Regions from separate parts of the Mus musculus genome. Here regions 2 and 3 are each linked to region 1. A link is a contact called in public Hi-C and promoter capture Hi-C data. All regions are on one chromosome and are shown on one strand. Each heading gives the region's core, a stretch centred on a gene start, on an enhancer-like site or on the middle of the called end of the contact. The rest is flanking DNA. Distances are from core to core; before and after follow the strand shown. Region 1 holds the start of Snhg17 (small nucleolar RNA host gene 17). Region 2 holds the start of Src (Rous sarcoma oncogene). Region 3 overlaps Src (Rous sarcoma oncogene).

What was found. Promoter capture Hi-C pulls out the DNA fragments that hold promoters and counts their contacts. Hi-C and Micro-C count contacts between places; a contact is called where the count stands out from the background.
Region 2: a contact with region 1 is called in a promoter capture Hi-C map of hippocampal neurons, with 2.2 times the contacts expected there. The contact joins the promoter of Src here to the promoter of Snhg17 in region 1. A contact is called at or near these places in 1 of 39 promoter capture datasets (hippocampal neurons) and 1 of 115 datasets of contacts at active chromatin or transcription factors (the NIH/3T3 cell line).
Region 3: a Hi-C map of cortical neurons shows a contact between it and region 1, with 4 times the contacts expected there. The contact joins the enhancer-like site here to the promoter of Snhg17 in region 1. A contact is called at or near these places in 1 of 39 promoter capture datasets (hippocampal neurons), 1 of 484 Hi-C or Micro-C datasets (cortical neurons) and 3 of 115 datasets of contacts at active chromatin or transcription factors (astrocytes, forebrain and pancreatic cancer cells).

The regions. Positions count from the first base shown.
Region 1 is chr2:158,359,533-158,363,181 of GRCm38.p6, reverse strand. Snhg17 (small nucleolar RNA host gene 17) reads left to right here and starts at 1,660. Exons shown (of 6, transcript NR_027887.1): 1 at 1,660-1,777; 2 at 2,112-2,239; 3 at 2,583-2,718. It overlaps LOC115489589 (a small nucleolar RNA gene), which reads left to right and starts at 3,253; the gene lies at 3,253-3,384. RefSeq lists a cis regulatory region at 1,452-1,728.
Region 2 is chr2:157,422,445-157,426,093 of GRCm38.p6, reverse strand. It overlaps Src (Rous sarcoma oncogene), which reads right to left and starts at 1,801. Exons shown (of 15, transcript NM_009271.3): 1 at 1,680-1,801.
Region 3 is chr2:157,463,388-157,467,036 of GRCm38.p6, reverse strand. Src (Rous sarcoma oncogene) reads right to left here. Exons shown (of 15, transcript NM_009271.3): 9 at 2,259-2,408; 10 at 1,009-1,164. Among named protein-coding and RNA genes, the nearest start is that of Src, 41 kb to the right of the region's middle. Within about 2 kb of position 2,011, at least 145 of the 459 cell types and tissues checked have an H3K27ac peak or open chromatin away from gene starts, as enhancers often do. A contact at or near this core is called in astrocytes, cortical neurons and forebrain, where this site is marked.

The DNA of each region.
Region 1 (3,649 bases), core at 411-2,910:
TCATCTTGTTTGGTATAATCTAGATCATTCCTTTACAAACAAGCCCAGCAGCTAACTTAATCTTGGTGTCCCTAACAGATGTGCCTAGCCTATTGTCTTCTAGGTGATTCTGAATCCTGTCAAGTTGGCAATATTAACCATGACAATGCTGACACAATATCTTGTTACAGTATTAAATTCATAAAAATACATCTACCTTTTGCCTTAATTTCTTAAAAAAAGATTTATTTATTTAATGGATAGGAGTACACTGTAGTTGTCTTCAGACACACCAGAAGAGGGCATCAGATCTCACTGTAGAAGGTTGTAAGCCACCATGTGGTTGCTGGGAATTGAACTCAAGACCTCTGGATGAGTGGTCAGTGCTCTTAACCGCTGAGCCATCTCACCAGCCCTAAAAAATATATATATATATATTTAATATATATTTAATATATATTTATATATATATTTAATATATATTATATATATATATATTAAATATACTTATTTAATATATTTAATATATAATACATATTTAATATATAATATATATTTAATATATATTTTAATAATATATATATATATTTTTTAATGGTTTTTTGAGACAGGGTTTCTCTGTATAGCTCTGGCTGTCCTGAAACTCACTTTGTAGACCAGGCTGGCCTCAAACTCAGAAATCTGCCTTCCTCTGCCTTCTAAGTGCTGGGATTAAAGGTGTGCGCCACCACGCCTGGCTTCCTTCCTTCCTTCCTTCCTTCCTTCCTTCCTTCCTTCCTTCCTTCCTTCCTTTCTTTCTTTCTTTCTTTCTTTCTTTCTTTCTTTCTTTCTTTTAATGCTATGCCTGCGAGTGTTTTGCCTGAAATACTATGTGTACCACTTTTACAGGCAGTGTTTACAATGTACAGAAGAGGGCGTCATATCCCCTAGAACTGGAGTTACAGACAAACATTAGGCTCTCTGTATGAGTACTGGGAATTGAACTCAGGTCCTCTGCAATTGCTTTAAGTCACTGAGCCATCTCTCCAGCCCAGACTATCTTTTGTCTTTAAGTCACCCTTAGAGGCGGAAGAGATGGCTGGCTCAGAGGTCATTTGGACTCTTTCAGTGGAGTTCCTTCTTCAGCCCCAAGGGCAGAGCTGCTGTACATAGGGCCAAGAGCCACATTTGGCCTAGGATCCAAGCAGAGTTTGGGAGTATGAAGACTTGGAAACACGTGAGCTCCTTCTCAAACATCTGTCTCTCATCTGTTACTTGGATCAGGACTTTTCTGGTTAAGGGAATCGTCCCATCGGCCTTATGATTTTTAGGTAGACTTTTAGCAAAGCATTCATTCTTTGCTCTCATCCCTTCCACATGCCAGTCTCAAGCCACTACTGACCTCGTGTGGTGGTGTTTAAAGTCATCATTTGTTCCTTTGTGACACCACTGAGCCATGTGCTGTGGAATCAGTAGTTTGTAAGAGAGGTCTGCTTCAGAACAAACAGAAAAAATACGGCAAACGAGAGACAGTTTCCTCCTAAAACGTATCATTGTTTAAAAAAAAAAAAAAATTAACTTAATATGTTCAAACAGTTGTTAGTCTCCTCTCCTCGTGGGGGCGCTGGAGGGCCCGCCGCTCGGAGATGCTGCTCTAGGCTGCAGCGTGCTTTGTCATTTGTTCTTCCGCCAGCGCCCATCGTGAAGACCACAGTTTCCTGTCGCGTGGATGTGTTTCCTCTCTGGCCATTGCCATCCGCCCAAATCTACAGACATCCCGCATGTTCCCGGGCTCGTCTCCCCAATACAGGGCACCAAGGTGAGTGCAAGGTGCATGGGCAGCGCCGTTTCCTCCATCAAGGAAACCGGGCTGCGGGCCGTCGGTGGGCGGCTGGTCTGCTGGGTCTAGAGGAGGGAGGGCCTCAAGCCGCGTGCTTTTCACCGTCTGAGTATCTGAAGCCTCAAAGCCATGTCTGTCGCCTACAAAAAGTGGGTCGGTGTTTACGACCTGTGTCCCATGTTTTTAGCATCCTACCAAGGCGAATCCATTGACCAGGATTTAAGTTGAGACTCCCCCAGGACCCCGGGTGCAGCATCTGGGTCCCCCTGCCCCGCCCTGCCTTGCGCCGCAGCCGCTTCCGTTGTCCTGCCAGGCTGTAGACTGCGCAGCCCTCCTGGAGACAGATGGAAGCTCCTTGGGTCGACAGATTACAGCTTCTGGAACCCCCTACTCCCTTCAACTCCGAGATGGACACCCACTGTCCAGGGAGAGGATGCCTGGGTAAGTGCTCTGCTATTCGGGAGCAACTTGAAGCCCGGGTGCCTGTAATTGGCCTTCCCATGGGTACCAGCAGAGGGGTGGTGTGGAGTTCTGATTACTACTTTTGAGGAGGTCGACAAAGCCACTGTGCAGAGAGAAGCTCGGTGAGGGCTCGAAATAACCAAGGGCAAGATTCTGGGGACAGTTCTGTTCCATGTTGCATAGTGGGGATTACAGAGGAAAGGGGGGGGTGTCTATGCTCCGTGGTTTGCTACCTGGCAGCTTTTGTGTTTGGGATTCTGGGTGCTTTCCCAGGTAACTGGGTGCTGTTCATGTGGCTCACCTGGGCTTATTGTATTTGCAGAAATAACAGCTGGGATCTACAGTGGCCAAAGAGTTGTCTCCGTCTTGCTACATCGACAAACTGGTGCTCCTGAGTGAGGATTGTGCCCTGGGATGGGGGATTCAGTTTCTTCATTTATAGTTGGAAGTGGGTGAAGGTGAGGTGAGGCTGGGTTCTTTGAGGTGTGCCTGCTTGTTGCTGTACCCACTTGGGATCTGTGTCTTGTGTGTCCTGTGTTCCCACTGTCGCTTCTGTACCCTTCTGCTTTACTCTGGTGGGTGGAGAGCAGAATGGAAAGGAGCCAGAAGATTTTGGGGGTCATATGCACCATCCAGATTTCAGCCACTGCTCTCTGCTGGCTTCCGGGCCTTGTCTGGTTCTTGATTTCCTCATCTGAAAAATGGGACTACCTCTGTGACATAAGAGTCCTGTCACCTCAGTTCTGCCAGCTGGGCAGGTTGCATTGATCTAAGACAGCAAGTGCTGAGCCTACTGCAGGTCTCGTGGCCAGTGCTTATTAGAACTGTCACCTCCTCCCGGCCAGTCTTCCGAGCTCTCCTTAAGGAACAGCTGTTGCTCAGTTAGGAGCAGCCTCTTTCCTTTGTTGGCTGTCTGGCTGTTGCCTATCTGTCCATCTCTTTCCAGTTTAACCATTACCCAGCTCTTGGCCATAGTCTTCCTTGCCCTCTGCCCCTGTATTCGAAAGTGATTGTGGGCTGCCTGTGCCCTGGTCATTGATACTGCAGGGAGAGGATTTGGAAAGCCTTTCCCCGTGTTTGGAGGATCCACACTCGTCCTTGCCAAACCCTGGTGCTTTCCCACATTGCCCGCTGCCTGCCGTTCTGGCACTTCTGGGAAGCAAAGGTAGGGAGCTCAGACGGTGGCTGCTTCCTTCAGATCCTTTCTCAGCCTCCACACCCAGTTGTCACTTCTTCAGGACACTTGAGACCGTGTAGAAAATGTCCTGTTGCTTGACTTCTAGAATGCATCTTGCTGTGTTCTGTTAGTCAAGAGGCAGGGTTCTGACTGAACAAATGAACGATCAAGGGGCAGTCACTTTCTGTAAGGCATTGTCGTGTGTCAACTGG
Region 2 (3,649 bases), core at 552-3,051, 940 kb after region 1:
GGGGTTCGGGAAAAGGACACAGGAGATAGAGGAAGGTGGGGTGGGAGAGATTAGGGTTGCCCTAAGGCTGGGATGAACAAGGATGAACAAGAGACTAGGGGGAGGGGACGGAGCAGGGAGCATGGCACTCCTAGCACTCATTAGTGTGTGCCCCATGATGTAGACAGGAGGTCAGCTGAGAGGTGACACACTGTAAATCACTTCCCTTGTGGAAAGGTTACCTCACCCAGACACACCTCATCTCCAGTAGGGCCTTATGTCTCTGCCAGGTGCGAGAGATATGGAGGGAAACTTCCAACAATGCCTTGTGCCTGATCTAAAACTACACACCCTTCACCGTCACGGTGGGTTAAAGGGCAGCCAGACAGCTCCTCAGGAAGGCTATATCCTCCTCTGCAGCTGCAGACCAGGCTAACCCCGGGAGGCGTTCACTGGATATCAGCAGCTCTGGTTATAACTGCTCCATTTTCTTTCCTGTGGTTCTGCAGCTAGCACCAGGGCCTTGAACAAGCTGAGCCTGTGCTCTACCACCGAGCTACCTCACAAGCCAACTGATCGATCCTCCCTGAGAGGACTGAGGCCAAAGGGAACCCTTTGTAGCACGGAGTTACCCGCTTCTGCAGGCAGCTGTGCCACAGGTACCTCAACCATCCTGTGCGAGCGAGCTCCAGGATGGGACTCATTTATTGAGCACGCCCCCCCATATATGCCAAGTCCTGGGCTGCGGAAGTGCAGGGAATAGTCACTGATGTGAATAGTCCAAGGGGCGGTCCCTGGCTCAGGTCACTCAGGAAAACAAGAAACCTAGACACCTGGACTCCATAAGGTTGGAAGAGTCCCCTGCCCCCGCCCCTGCCCCCGCCCCCGTGTCCACCTTGGTAACTAAATCTGACCTATACCCAGATGACCCCAACACCACTTGCCTTCACTGGGCAGTCTGTAAAGCCGGGAAGACCTCAGGGTCCCAGAAGCCTCACACACCTCTGTCCACCTTTCTAATCGGAATGCCTCAAAGGTTTATGGGATGGATACCCAGAGTGAGTCCCCTCTGTTCACCCCACCCTTCAACCAGCCCACCTACCACTGAGGAGGGCCTTGGCTCAGAGAGCTAACTAAGGCACAAGTGGTGGTGGGTCGTAGTAGGGGGCACAAACTCACCTCCAGTACCTGCCTGGGTGGGCAAGCGGACCTGGTGGCGGTAGTGAAACCCCAAAACTTTTGCCAACTTCTGAGTCCATCGGTCGCTGGGCCTGCGCAGGGGCGAGGCTGGGGGTTGGGGGGGATGGGGGGCGAGGACAGGGTGGCCCTGTTTCTTCCAGACCAGCAGCACTAGGCCCTACCCAAGGCCCCAGTGAGACCTAAGGAGGTAGTGTGGCCCTCCAGGTGCCCCTTCCCCAACGCCCACCCCACCCCCACCGCCCACTCCGGGCCGGGGGCGCCAGGCCCAGCAGCCGCGATCGCGGGCGGCGCCGATCGGCCGGGTTTTCAAATGTGGCCTAACCGAGCCAGGGGACTCTGCGGCCGAGGGTCCCCGCGTTCCGGTGCCCCCCGCACCCCGCTCGTCCTCCCCCGCGCATCCCAACAAAAGGCCGCGGCGGGCAGCTCGCGGGCCGCGGCGTAGAGTGGGCAGGGCGGGAGCCCGCAGCAGGGCGCGGGGCCGGCGGGGCGGGGGCGCTCACCTGCACGGCGACCGTGAGCTCCGGACGCGCCCGGGCGGACCCCAGCGGGGCGCGCGGCGCTGGCGGGCAGCGGCCTGGCCGCTCCGGCGGGGCGGCCGGTTGGATTCCGGGCCCGGAGAGACAGACCGAGAGAAAGGGAGGAGGCGGCGGCGGTGGCGGCGGCGGCGGCGAGGGGGAGGGAGCGCGCGGGAGGAGGGGCCGCGGCCGCCGCGAGCCGGAGAAAGGAGGAAGCGCGGACCCGGGCCCCGCCGGCGACCCGGGAGACCTGCTGTGCGAGCCGGGCCCGCGCCTCCCGCACCCAGCCCCCCACCCCCCGCAGCTCCGCCCGCGGGGGCGCCCCCCCAACCCCACGCCACGCGCCGGGCTCGGCCTCCCGGGACCACGTTAGCGTTCAACCCTAGCTACCTGAGCTACGCACCGGTGGCTAGCACTGTCCGGAAACTGAGGCACTGGCCACACCAGCCTTGACCCTGAGTGTCTCTAATCCTCAGAGACTGGAACCGAAGGGACAGGGAAATAGTGAGGGGGAGAGGCAGTATTGTTAAAATGTATCAAAAGGCAAAACAGTGGCTCACTATGTGGCCAAGGCTGGCCTTGAACTTGCGGAGCCTCCAGCCTCTGCCAATGGAGGGCAGGAACTTGCGGGGCCCAGCTCAATTAGGCCAAGCCTAAATTCACTTTCAATGCATAAGGAGACCGTGTGCATCTGCTGGGCAGTGTGCTTGTTGCCAGCCACTGAGGATGACAGAACCAACCGGACAGGAAGTAGAGAAGAAAAATGGGGCAAGCGGGATGAGATGTGGCTTCAGGCTGGTCTCAAAGACCACCAGGTTCTAGCGCTGCCCGTTGGGGGTCCAGGAGCATCCTTGACTCCTCCCGTTCACTCTGGAAAGATGGGCCTGACCATCTATCAACCATCTCCATGTTCCTTCCTTGAAAGTGCTTCCATCTCACAGACAGGGAAACTGAGGTTCATGTGGCACAGGCCTGGGCTTCTGGCAAAGATCCCTCCCAAAGGGCAAGTCCCCCATCATCCTAGATTGTGAGAGGCTCCAGCCCCAGGGTACAGCTATGTCTCCCAGGAGACCAGGAAAGGGCAAAGCTTTGAGTCAGACTGATCTGAGGTCACATCTAGGCCAGGTGCCTCAGGGTGTGTTCTGTCCACTAGCTTCCTGTTCCAGCCCCCTCTGTTGTGAAGAAGGAGTGGGCCAGGCTGAAGATCTGAGGGCCTCACTGACAAGAGCAAGTGGGGCCAGGGTAGCCCACTGTGGCCACGGGGACTGCTCAGGGTTTCTCATGAACAGCGGGCAAACTAGCCAGCCACTCCTGTTCGCAGGGCTTGCTTAAAGATTAACGGCAGTTTCCCAGGGCTCCCCTGGGCAGGCTCTGGCTGGAGGAGCAGGTTTCTCCGCCCTCCTCCATGCCTAAGATTTGTCTAATGGCCTTTACTGGCCACTCTGGGCTGAGGGAGGGGAGGGGAGGGTGGATACTCTTCCTGTGAGGCACTGGGGCTGGCTCTCAAACGGCTTGCAAGCACTTACTGAGCAGTGTCCTTCCCTGTGCCATACTTGGTGATGTCAGACTGGTCACCTGGTGTCAGCCTCAGAGGAAGTACGTTCTACTTGGAAATGGGGAGAAATGTGACAATGAACCCATTAGTTTTTCCTTCCAGAGAGTTGGTTAACTATTTGCCAAATGTATCACTACATCTGTCCCCAGAAATTCAACAGGAAAGGTCTGGGTGGTTCTAGAGCTGAGAAGACAGAGAGCTTCAAAGCATAAACTTTAGACTGACAGGCTAAGGTTGAACCCGGAGCTCCACCGTTGTGCAAATATATGCATGACCTAACGTATGCTATTTCCCCCTGAGCCGCAGTATGCCAGCAGCCTGCCCAGTGGGTAAGGCTTCCATGAGAGAGACGAGGTAGGTTTGCACTGATAAGTCCTCACAGTCTTACGTGGAAGAGTGC
Region 3 (3,649 bases), core at 762-3,261, 900 kb after region 1:
TGCCTGTGCTGCATTAGGCAGGGAGACCTCCCTGTCACAGAGACAGGTCAGAGGGTAGACTGGGTCAGCTCTCTAGCTGTGTCGGGTCAGGCCGGATGCCCTGATTCCCGGTGGTTGCTGGTCTGCGCAGAGCTCCAGGGAAAGGTGGGAAGCCCTCAGATTCCCACCACACACCAAGAATCATAGATGAGGTTGAGAAAGACCAAGGCCGTGGCTCACTCAGGCTCTACCCAAACCCTCCTTTTGGTCTCACCTTAAAAGCTGGCTTCTCCCTCTGACCTTCCTCCTCACAACCCAAGACTTCCCTTGCCTACCTGACCCGGCCCCTCCAGTGCCCTCTGAAAGGAAGATGGTGAAACGGCAACAGCCACTACAGCCCCATAGTCCCCCTCTACTCGTGGGTACCCGGGTAGAAGCAGCCATAGCAGGGAGCCTGGGTTTGGCTAAGGCAGCTCGATGCTCCAGGAGCCTCTCGATGGCTGCACAATTAGACAGGAAACCGAACACTGACTTCCCACCACTCCCTCCGCACGGCACAGCGCTGTCTCTTTCTGTGCTGAACTAATATGCAGATGCCCCTTGAAGCTTGGCATCAGCCCCTTCTTCACATCGGGAGGCTGAGGCTTGGCGTGAGACCTGACCACACTCACTCAGGCCCTTGAGGACCGTGGTGCCCAGTCCCCAGGTGCGGCTGGTACACAGATGCCCTAGTCTTCATCTTCAGCAGCATGGGTTACAAGGAGTCAGGAGCCCACCTCAGTGCTGACCCTGGTGAGTCATAGCGTGGGGTGGGGGGCAGGGAGTGGGGTGAGGGACTGGAAGTGAGCCAAGTATGTTACATGCGGGGTTCAAAGTGTCACAGGAAAACAATTGTAACAAGTGTAACAATTTGTACAGTTAATGTTCAACAATAAAATGAAAAACAGCCCAGTTGTTCAGTAGAGACAATTAAAGAGAGGGACTCAGGGTCTTTGAGCTGGGATGGGGACAGGGGCGTGTGTTCCTTACCCATCCACACCTCTCCGAAGCAACCCTGGCCCAGCTTGACCTCCAGCCGCAGGGACTCCCGGGGGATCTCCCACGCATCCTTGGCCAATCCCTGGGTCTGAGGCTTGGATGTGGGACATACGGTAGTGAGGCGGTGACACAGGCCATCAGCATGTTCTGGAGATGGAGGCAGGGAATGGGGCTCAGGCAGGGTCCCACAGCAAGCTGGCTTCCCTGCCCTGTGTGTACGGCTCTATGTATCATGTGCACATTGGCTCTGGGGTCAGGCAAACACCCTCCTGTAGACATCTATTCCCCAGGGGCCTGCGGCACAAAAGTCACCTGCTCAAATCACTCATTGGTTACCTGTCAGATTTGAGAGTATCAGAACTAGTGTGAAACAGGTGTGAGAGTCTGCCCTAGGGAGGCCACACCCCGACTCCAGTCGCCTAGCAAGATCTCAGGACACAGATGAAACAGAGGATATTTGGGAGGGGGAAGTCAAGCAGGCTTTAGGAATTCTTTGGGAGCCCTGGAAGGCATTCCAGAGGAAGAGGTCCCTGGCCTGGATCTGAGGGATAACTAGGAGGCACCCCATACAGCACATCGCCTGTGCCAGAGCCCAAGATCGGCTGTGGGGTTGGAAGAGGTGCTGGGAGGTGGGAAGCTGTAGATGCGGTTGGAGGAACTGCAGGTGAAGGCATGGAGCAACCTTTAGCCACCTGGGCTTGGGGCCTTGGGACTGTATCATAAGGTTCCGTGGCAGCCCTGGAGGATTTGGTCTGGGAACCAGATGATCCCCAGAGCATCAGCAGACGGACAGAGGGGCAGCTAGTCCTCTGAGAGAGGCTGAGGCCCAGGCCAAGGAGGCAGCTCAAGTAGCTACACCTGAAACAGCCACGCACAGAAGAGCCCACACCAACCCCATCACTGCACACGGCCCGCAGCCCAGCTCCAGCCCGCTCTGCCATTCTCTATCAAAGAAGCCTCCCCCTCCTTCTCTCCCAGGAACCGGTTCAGACCAGTCTTAGGGCTGCAGAAACAATCAACACCAGCCTCTAGCCCCTCCCTTCTAGCGTGCTCAAGGCAGGCCCCCTCCTCACTGGCCAGCTGCAGCGGAAGGAGAAGAGGGGGGCTGGGCAGGGAGCAAGGGGAGAAGGGAGGAGATGGAGGAGAGGCAGGGAGGGAAGAGGCATCCCAGGGGTGAGGAGGCACGGCAGACACCCTGCTCCCCTGGGCGAGTCCCCACACGGCCGGCCGGGGACACTCACTGGAGTAGTAAGCCACGAGCTGCTGCAGGCTGTTGAACTGGGTGCGGGAGGTGATGTAGAAACCGCCGCTGTCCAGCTTGCGGATCTTGTAGTGTTTCACATTTAGGCCCTTGGCATTGTCGAAGTCGGATACAGAGAGGCAGTAGGCACCTGTGGGTAGGCAGGGAGGAGACCCCAGAGGTACCCTGCTAGTGTGTTCCTTGCTTGAGGAAGTGACTTAGTCCCACTCTCTTTCAGCCCCTAGTGTGCTGAGAGGAGCAGGGCAGCCGTGTAGGCACAAAACCCCAATGGCAGACATGCCCCTGTGCCTCACAGCCCTGGTAAGACACCTGAACCCCAAGGTGCTCACAACTGTGTGACCCTGACAAGTTGCTGCTTGCCCTGTTTCCTCCCTACACAATGAGACAACCGTGAAGAGTCACACGGTACTCAGCAAGCACTCCATAAATGCTGGCCCTCTCCAGGTATACCCACCCCGTGCCTGCCTGCCCTGTTCTGCCTACTGGACACCAGCTGAGCAGACAGGAGTAGCGGCTGGCTGTGTGGACCTGTGAGTAATTAGTCCAGGGCAGGAGGTACATCCTGAGTGTGGCCTGCAGCCCTTGCCCCTGCGCTGCCTCTCTGGAGCCTAGAAAACCTGCAGCTAAGAATGTCCTCAACAGAAACCTTTGTTAACTAAAGCCTGGATAGCCTGGATAGCCTGGATAGCCTGGGGAGAGGCAGGCGGGGTGCAGGGTCCAGCGGCCTGCCATGTAGCTGGCAGTTCTGAGTGGAAGGACTGACGGACTGTCCACCACTCACTGATGAGGCCCCTGGAGCCCCACTGGACGTCATTAGGTAAATGTGATCTTCTGGTAACATAAGTGAGTCAGGGAGAACTAGGCCTGGGACCCACCCTAACCTGTCTCAAGGCAACCCTTGGGAAGTCATGTTTTCTACAGACTGACTGCCCACTTCATGTGCACACAGAAGGCTCCGCTGACGGCATACCTATGCCCAGAGCCCACATTCTCACATTTGCCCATACCCCCAAGCCCCAGGAACCGGGACCTCGCCACATTTCACTCCAGCAACACTGCCCAACCCCAACAGTGAGCGAGCACACCACACCACACACACACACCCACCCACACACCACACCACACACACACCACACACCCATCATCCCTGTGTACTGTGCACAGCACACGGGTGTGTGTGTGTGTGTGTGTGTGTGTGTGTGTGTGTGTATGTGCACTTTTCCATCTCCCGCTGAGCCCCAGGCCCACAGGAAGCAGCCTGGCTTGGTTGCCATGGTGATGGACTAAGAGAAAGGGCAGAAACAGCAGAGACAGTGTGGGGGAAGGGTAAGGCCAGAAAAGGCCCCTGGGAAAGGGAAAAGGGAAACAGAG